Linked DNA regions of Rattus norvegicus: region 2 is linked to region 1. Evidence: chromatin contacts called from public Hi-C data. All regions are on one chromosome and are shown on one strand. Each heading gives the region's core, a stretch centred on a gene start, on an enhancer-like site or on the middle of the called end of the contact. The rest is flanking DNA. Distances are from core to core; before and after follow the strand shown.

What was found. A called contact is a pair of places that touch in the nucleus more often than the background predicts.
Region 2: a contact with region 1 is called in a Hi-C map of the A7r5 cell line, with 2.1 times the contacts expected there. The contact joins the promoter of Dusp8 here to the enhancer-like site in region 1. A contact is called at or near these places in 5 of 12 Hi-C or Micro-C datasets (the A7r5 cell line, frontal cortex, hepatocytes and 2 more).

The regions. Positions count from the first base shown.
Region 1 is chr1:206,533,772-206,537,378 of GRCr8, reverse strand. The region is part of intron 1 of Mob2 (MOB kinase activator 2); the gene reads left to right. Among named protein-coding and RNA genes, the nearest start is that of Mob2, 44 kb to the left of the region's middle. Within about 2 kb of position 2,063, at least 26 of the 93 cell types and tissues checked have an H3K27ac peak or open chromatin away from gene starts, as enhancers often do. A contact at or near this core is called in the A7r5 cell line, where this site is marked.
Region 2 is chr1:206,610,575-206,614,266 of GRCr8, reverse strand. It overlaps Dusp8 (dual specificity phosphatase 8), which reads left to right and starts at 1,826. Exons shown (of 7, transcript NM_001108510.1): 1 at 1,826-1,898.

The DNA of each region.
Region 1 (3,607 bases), core at 814-3,313:
CATCTGTGTTGGGTCAGAGGCTGGGGGAGTTAAGGTGGAGCTCCAAATGGGGCTTTGTGGGGAGGAAGCAGGCTAAGCCTCACTGCAGGCCAAGAGCAGATGCCAACATAGCATCTTATCATCCTGGTCCCAGAAAGATGCTGCTGGCCTACTTCCTACCAACAGTGTTAGAGCCATCCCAGTTTCATGCTTGACAATTCATTGCCATAGAGATTCTTTTTACTAACTCTGCAAATTTCTTTTGCTCCTCAGAGGTCAGACTTTAAATAAGGATTGGATCATAGTTGGTGCTAGGGATGCCAAAGGGTTCAGTGTCATGGGATGTGGCCAGCTAGAATAGAAGATGTGGCATTTCATAGTTGGGGTCCTAGAGGACTAGGGGGAGTTTGCCATATGGGCAGGGAGGGCAGAGCACTGTGGCAGCAGAGGCATTGAAGCAGAGAGTAGGAATCTAAGGCTAGGTGGATGTGTGGGAGACAAGAAGAAGCTGGTTCTGGTAGAGTGTGTATACCTCTAAAGTAGGCATTTTACTTAACTAAAAATGCTCTTCAGGGGCCAGCCTCAGCCTCGCTGTTGGGAGCTTTGTTTTAGGAGTGTTTTTCCAGGAGCTTATAGCAGTTTTGTGGGTATACTGACATGTGGCACCCACTCCCTAGTCCCTATAGTACAGTCCTATACTGCTGCTCACTCAAGCCTTTGTCTGTATAGTCCTCCCTCTAAATGGGTCACAGTGGCGAGTGGTATAAGTGAAGCTGGCAGAGCCTGTGACCTCAGGAAAGTGTGCAGGTATGGCCAGCCACTGATGTATGGTCTTTTCAGCCTGCCTCAGAGCCTGGGAGATATTTGTTTGCCCAGCCTAACCGTGTGAAAACAGTCACTGGCAAAGGAGCTAAAACTGGTCCTCTAGATGATTCTATTGCCCTGGCTAAAACCCCGTCAGGAAAAGAAATAGAGTAAGGCTTTTGATGTCCTTCAAGAAGCCTTTTTACTAGCAACTACCATATTCTTCTCAAGCAGAATGTGGGTCCTATGTTACCTCTTGTTCCTCTTGCTTAAGTGTGGACTCTGTGACTAGGACTGAGAAACTTAGGTTGGCAGTATAGTGTCCCAGAGTGCACTATGTTCCAGGGTTCAAGTTGAGCCCATGTGACAGGGGACAGCAACTAAATGGGGATATGACTAAAACAGGAAAGGCTTGGGCTTCATGTGCACATGCTGTCATCTAGCATGGCATCTACTTGCTGCCTTTTAACATCACCCAAAGTTCCTGTGGCCCATTCTAGAAGGAGGGAGGCCTTTCAGGGACTCCTTTCCCCACTAGGTTGGGGTGTAGCTTCTGCCCAGAGGAGCTATGTCCTCCCTTGTAACTGTGAGTGGGAGTAAGGGTAAAATGCTGTTCATAGGATACCCTCCCTGAATGGATCCTCAACTGTGCTCAAAGCCATGGTGATGGCTGGTTCTTACCAGCCACCTTCCTAGTTGTCCTGTCTTTACTCCCTTTAGTTTGCAGGTGAACATCCCAAGCCACAGAGCATGGAAACGACTTGACAGCTTGGCCCTCACCAGCACCCTGCTCTGTAGTCTTAGTTTCTAGGATAGGATACACAGAAGACAGAAGGTAGTTGATAGTTTCAAGGAAAACCTACCCTTTGAGGACACTACAGGCCTGGTCCAGCGTTCAAGAGATGGATCTCTTCTTTCTGACTGAATGGTGATGAACTTAGCACACATTAGTAGTAGAAGACAAGGATTCAGAGAAGTGCTGAGGACAAGGAGTGTATGTGTCCCAAAGTCATTGGCAGAGCCCCTCCTGGAGCTTGTCCACAACTCCCAGAGAGGCTGAAGTCTACTCTGCTGGGCTACAAGGACTCAAGCTCATGCTGGGGCCTTAAAGTGCTCTCTTTCTATGTGGTACATCCACACCTGCCCTAACAGATTTCCATGCTGTTTCCCTTAGAGCCTGTCCTGTGCCAGGAGCCTAAAGGCTGGGTTGTACCCTACACTGTCTTCCGCCTGGTTTTGGCTGCTTTTGGCCCTGCCCTAGAGGCCAAGCACACATCGCCTTTTAAGGCTAAGCTCTGCCACGAGAAGCCAAAAGGAAAACATTTCCCTGGCATTCAGAGAACATTCTTCTTTCCTCTTTCTCTTAAATAAACCACCAGCAACCTTTTAAAGCACAAGAAAGGAAAAAATAGGTCACAGTCAGAAAGACCTTTCACCCTACCCCCATGTAGCCTCTTGGGGCTGTGGAACACAGGATTCAGGGCCAAGCCAAGCTGCCTCCTAATGCCATGCATGGTAGCTGGCCTAATTGCCTGTGCTCTCAGGACAGAAAGACAGGTATCTAGCTGGTACCCTGGCCTGAAGGCCTACCTACATTTATCTTCATCTGGACAGGGGGCGCTAACTGCAGAGGGCCTGGTGAGAATCTGAGCCAAAGGCTGCCTCCTGCACCACTACTTGCATCCTTCTGATTGAAGGATTCCAAGACCCATACGTCATTCCTTTAATACACTGTTCTTCCCTGCTAGGTAGTCTAGCTGCTCCTCACTCCTGTGAAGCAGGTGGGTACAAGGAGACTGCTTCTGGGACACAGGACCCCTCTGTTGGATCTGCTCCTCTTCTTACTTCCCTGGTCTGTTGTAGGCTCTGGACAGCGGGTGCTCCTTGGAATTGGTTGCCTTACTAGAGAAGGCCATACTGTGTTTCTTTCCTTGGACCTCCAACTGTCCAGCACCTCCCATAGAATGCCATATTAAGAGTTTCTGATAAAAAAACAAAACAAAAAACCCAACCTTTTCTGGTCACAAGGCTTCATGCCAGTATCAATTTACCTCATATTTTTAAAAGTCAGAAGAATTAATTTGATTACGTGAAGACAAGACTCAGCTTTGCTATGGGAACATTCATTGTGCTTCTCAGACTTATCACCCAGTACTCTGATCCTGAAGCCTGACCATGTCAGATCTGTGGGTGCTAGTAGTTCAGAGATTGGTAGAGACTCATTTGTTTCTAGTGTTGTGTGCTCAGTGCCTAGAAGGGCCTGTTATCCAGTGTGCTAGTCTGACATGGCCAGCCAGGAGCATCTGTAAACTACTTCATTTGACTATCTCAAGGAGCTCACCAGGGAGACTTCAGGTCAACAAGTCTTTCTAATCACTCACAGACTTAGTTCATGACAGAAACTTGAGCAGAGCCATCTGTTCTGGTAGGCAAGCATACCATAGATAACTCAGGCCAGGTAGTCACTGGCAGTCGGGCTCTGTAGGTCTCCTTTCATAAGGGTCACATCCCATCTCAGTGCCTGCCTAGAAGTTTGTTCACCAAGAGCCGAAGGCTCAGTGCTGCCGCCAGTGTTTGAGTAACTGAACAGGAGGAATTGAGCATGTGTGAGACTGGGGTGTGCTGCTTCATAAGTTTAGGATCTCTATTCAAGTGAAAACGATACATTTTAAAGACATATATTTGTTGTTTAAAATAGGGTTAATAAGCTCACTTTCTGTTAACAGAGCAACATAATTTTATTTAAAAAAACTTTTCAAAACAAGGTAGAAATTTAACAAAGAGTCCTGTGCAGTCTGGAATGTGAGGAGGCTGGGTTCTCTTA
Region 2 (3,692 bases), core at 577-3,076, 77 kb before region 1:
CACACACACACACACACACACGCACACACAGAAAACTCATGCTATCTGGCCCCCACCCCCTTCACCCACCTGCCTAGTCAGGTCCTTTTTTTTTTTTTTTTTTTTTTTTTTTTGAAGTGTCTGGCATCATGGTGGGTGCTTGTAATCTCAGCACTAAGAAGGCTAAGACCGGTCTGAGATACAATAAAGAATTTTCGGCCAACCTGGGTTGTAGAGTGTGTTCTCGAGGAGGGGGAAAACTAAGGGAAACGTGGCTTATGTTTGCAGGTAGACCACTTTGGCAAAAGACTCTCCTTCCTCTCAGATCTGCCTGACCCCTGTGTATTTCTGCCCTAGTTGTAATTACCCATGTTTTGTTCTGCGTGCTCACGTGGTTGTGTTCGCACAGTGGGATGGGGCCGACAGTCCCCAGCGGGTAGGGGAGACGTCGGGGTGGGAGTAGAGGTCTGTTTCCAGGCGGCTTTTCATTGGAAGCATCAAGAGCTGGATGTCATAGGTTGGGGGGGGGGGCGACAGCGCCGCCCTGGGGAGCAAACCGGTGGGTCTGGAGCCCCGCCCCCCGAGTTCCCGGGATGAGTGACCTGAGGCAAACCATATCACCTAGGAGCTTCTCCCGCAAAGTGGAGAGCTGGACTTCCACCTCCAGGGGTCGTGGAGAGGACAAACGTGGACGCCGCAGGTAAGGCCTTTTGCCGGGACGGGTGTCCGAGACGCTGTACCGGGGCCTCACTGGGGCAGGGGAGGCGCACTCTGGGAGGGCGTCCACACGCGAACAAAGGCTAAGGGAAGGAGAGAAACCCGCGACATCTCTAGTCCAGGAGGGCCTAGAAAGGAGGACCCTTGCATACTGGGTCAATAGGCGCGGGTTAGAGGGCCGCGATGCTAAGGGTTCTTGGGGAATACCAGGAGCCCTGGGCTGGGAAGGCTTCCTGGAGGTGGGGAGCCCCAGTGTGCGTGGTCCCTTTAAGAACCGATGCCCGAGAAGCTTGGGGCGCGGGGGACGGAGGGCGGTGGCAGAGAGACCCACGGCCGCCGCCAGGGCTCCGCACCCAGCGCCCGCTCCGCTGACGTCACCTGCCCCCGAGCGGCTCACTCTGATTGGCTGCAGGTGACGTCAGGGGCTTTTTCGCTCGGCATGACCTCATCCCCACCGGCAGCCCCGCCCTCCGCCCCGGGCCTGTCACTCGCGGCTCCCGCGGTGGCCGAGCCGGCTCCGCGGACCCCCGCCCCACCCGGACGCCGGACGCCGGACGCTGAGCCGGGCCGGAGCCGCCGGCCGCGCCCGCCAAGTCGCGGGCTGGGATGCGCGCCGTGAGCGCGCGTGCCCGACCGCAGTACGCGCGCTCCGTCCCGAGCGAGCGCTCCCCGCGGTGGCGGCGACGACGACGGCGGCGGCGGCGACGCGCCCCGCGCGCCTCTCCGGCCCTTGCCCCGGCTACGCGGGCCCCCGACGGGCCCATGGGTGGCGGAACGGAGCGGGCGCCCTGAGCGCGGCACCGACGTCGGGGGCAACCCCAGGGCAAGCGAGAGCCAGGTGAGCCAGGCGCTGACACCGGTCGGGTCCAAAGCCGGGTGTGGGCCCCGGGGAGTATGGAGGTTTCTGCGGGTTTGCGTCCTGAAGGAAGCTCTTTGGAGCACGGAGGAATAGGTGGCTCTACCCCGCGAGCAGCGCGCGCTGCAGATCCGCGCCCGCAGTGAGCTGTCTTTCTCTGCATATTCCTTCTTATCTGGAGGGCTAAGAGACCTAGGGATTTGCGGGGGAGGGCTGAGATCCAGCACATATCGGTGAGAGTCCCTGCGAGGCGCCCCCGCTGGCAGCCAGATTTGGAGAAGGTCGTCCACGGTTGCAGTGGGCAGGGGCAGAAAAACCTCCGACGCCAGAGGGTCGGCTCTCTGCGGTAGGCTCCTTATCTGGAGGGGAAGCTCTAGGACCCCCCACTCTTCGGCTTGCATGGCTGTCCCGTCACCCCCACTTCATGGTGCTCCACTCGCCTCTGCGGATAAAGAACATCTTTACCCAACGCAGAGGCAGTAGGCGCGATGCTGGGGGAGGGGCCGGCACGGCTGCCTCCTGCAGCCTGTCTCCCTGGCCTATCTGCCTACCTTGGGAGGGAGCAGCCAGTCAGCTGCCGCGGGTACCCGTGTGCCAAACCTTGCAGGTGGAGGAGCAAGAACAGCTCAGCTTCCACTAGATCAGACGTCTTGGAATAAATTTGCCTCTGACTCCTTGTTGACAGGGTGTGCTGCGTCTGCAGCAGGAAGATTGGGGGCCTTGGTGGTGCAGTGATGGGGGTGGGGGACCAGTGTGGCATCTGCAATGCTCTGTTGTGCAGCATGGGGTGGGGATGGAGGTGCTTCAGGTCAGGGGCACGGCTTCTTTCACGGTATGAATGAATTCAAAATGGAAATTCAATGACCTGTAGACCCATTCCCTATTGGCTTGCCTCTAGGGTAGCTGGGTGGGTGAGGGTAGTTTACAGTGCCAGGCTCTGCCCTGGGAGGTCAGAGTCCCCGTGCATTCACTCCTTGGTTAACAGGCACCTGCTACAGAGGAGCGAATCACGTGACCAGGAGCTGTAGGTTCATCTTTATGTCTGACTGCTGCAGTAAGCTTAGGGACCTCAAGAGAGTTGCTGGGCAGGTTCTCTTTTCCTCCTGCCCTGTGCCCTTGGGGACACTTGAGGGTGCCTCTGGGGACTTAGCACTGAACACAAATGCAAAAGGATGCTTCAAGTCGATGTGTATAGGATTCCTGCCAACATCTTTCTTCTTGGGCTGATATTGAGAAGTTTCAACTGGACAGTGGCTCGGCGTGGTACCTCTGTGGGTGGGTTTGGAGAGAGTCTGTTAGGCAGTTTACAGAGGAAGCAGGGACAGAGGCTGAACCCACAGCAAGAGAGATCCTTGTGCTGTGATCCTAAGAAATGTGTGAGCCAAAGAACCTGACTGGATCTCTCAGGACCACAGCTCTCTCGGGCCTCCACTGTCTCTTTTTGGCCATTTGCCTGACTGAGAAAATGTTTCTGTCCCCTCTCCAGGGACAAGGGTGCAGAACAGCCTGGTCAGAGAAGCCAAGGCCTCAACTGCCATGCAGGGACATTTGAGCCCCTCCCTCTAGGAGATGATCCCTGCCAGTCTTCAGAAGTGCCCAGTGTGACAGTAAGCTGGTGTCTCAGCATCTTGGGCTCCTAATTTCTGACTCTTTCCTGAGAGCCTGCCTGGCTGTGAGCAGGGATGACCAGGTCAGACCGTTGTGAGAAGCGACCCAGTCTTGCAGTGGCTAATGGTCCTGGCAGCCATTTCTAGAAGTAGAGAGTTTCTTGTTGCTAGGCACTGAGAGGAGTAGATTAGTGACCCAGGACTTGAGCTTCTGTTGGTCACATAAGGGCTCAGGAGTCAGAACATGTCGTGTGGGAACCCCAGTGTGAAAGGTAGTGGACTGGCACTTGGTATGTGGGCACCAGGGGCTTTGGTATGCAGAAGGCAGAAGGCAAGGGTGTGTGTGCAACTGTGTGATGCACTCCAGGCGATTGTAATGTCTTGTGTATGTGTAGATGGACATGTGTGTAATTGCACTCAGGGACAAGACGGATTGTCAATAAGGCGTGCATCTGCCAGTGTACAGAGGGGAGTGTTCCTGTGCCCAGGGAACAGTGCCACAAGGGCTGTACTGTGGACCTTGCCTTCAGCAA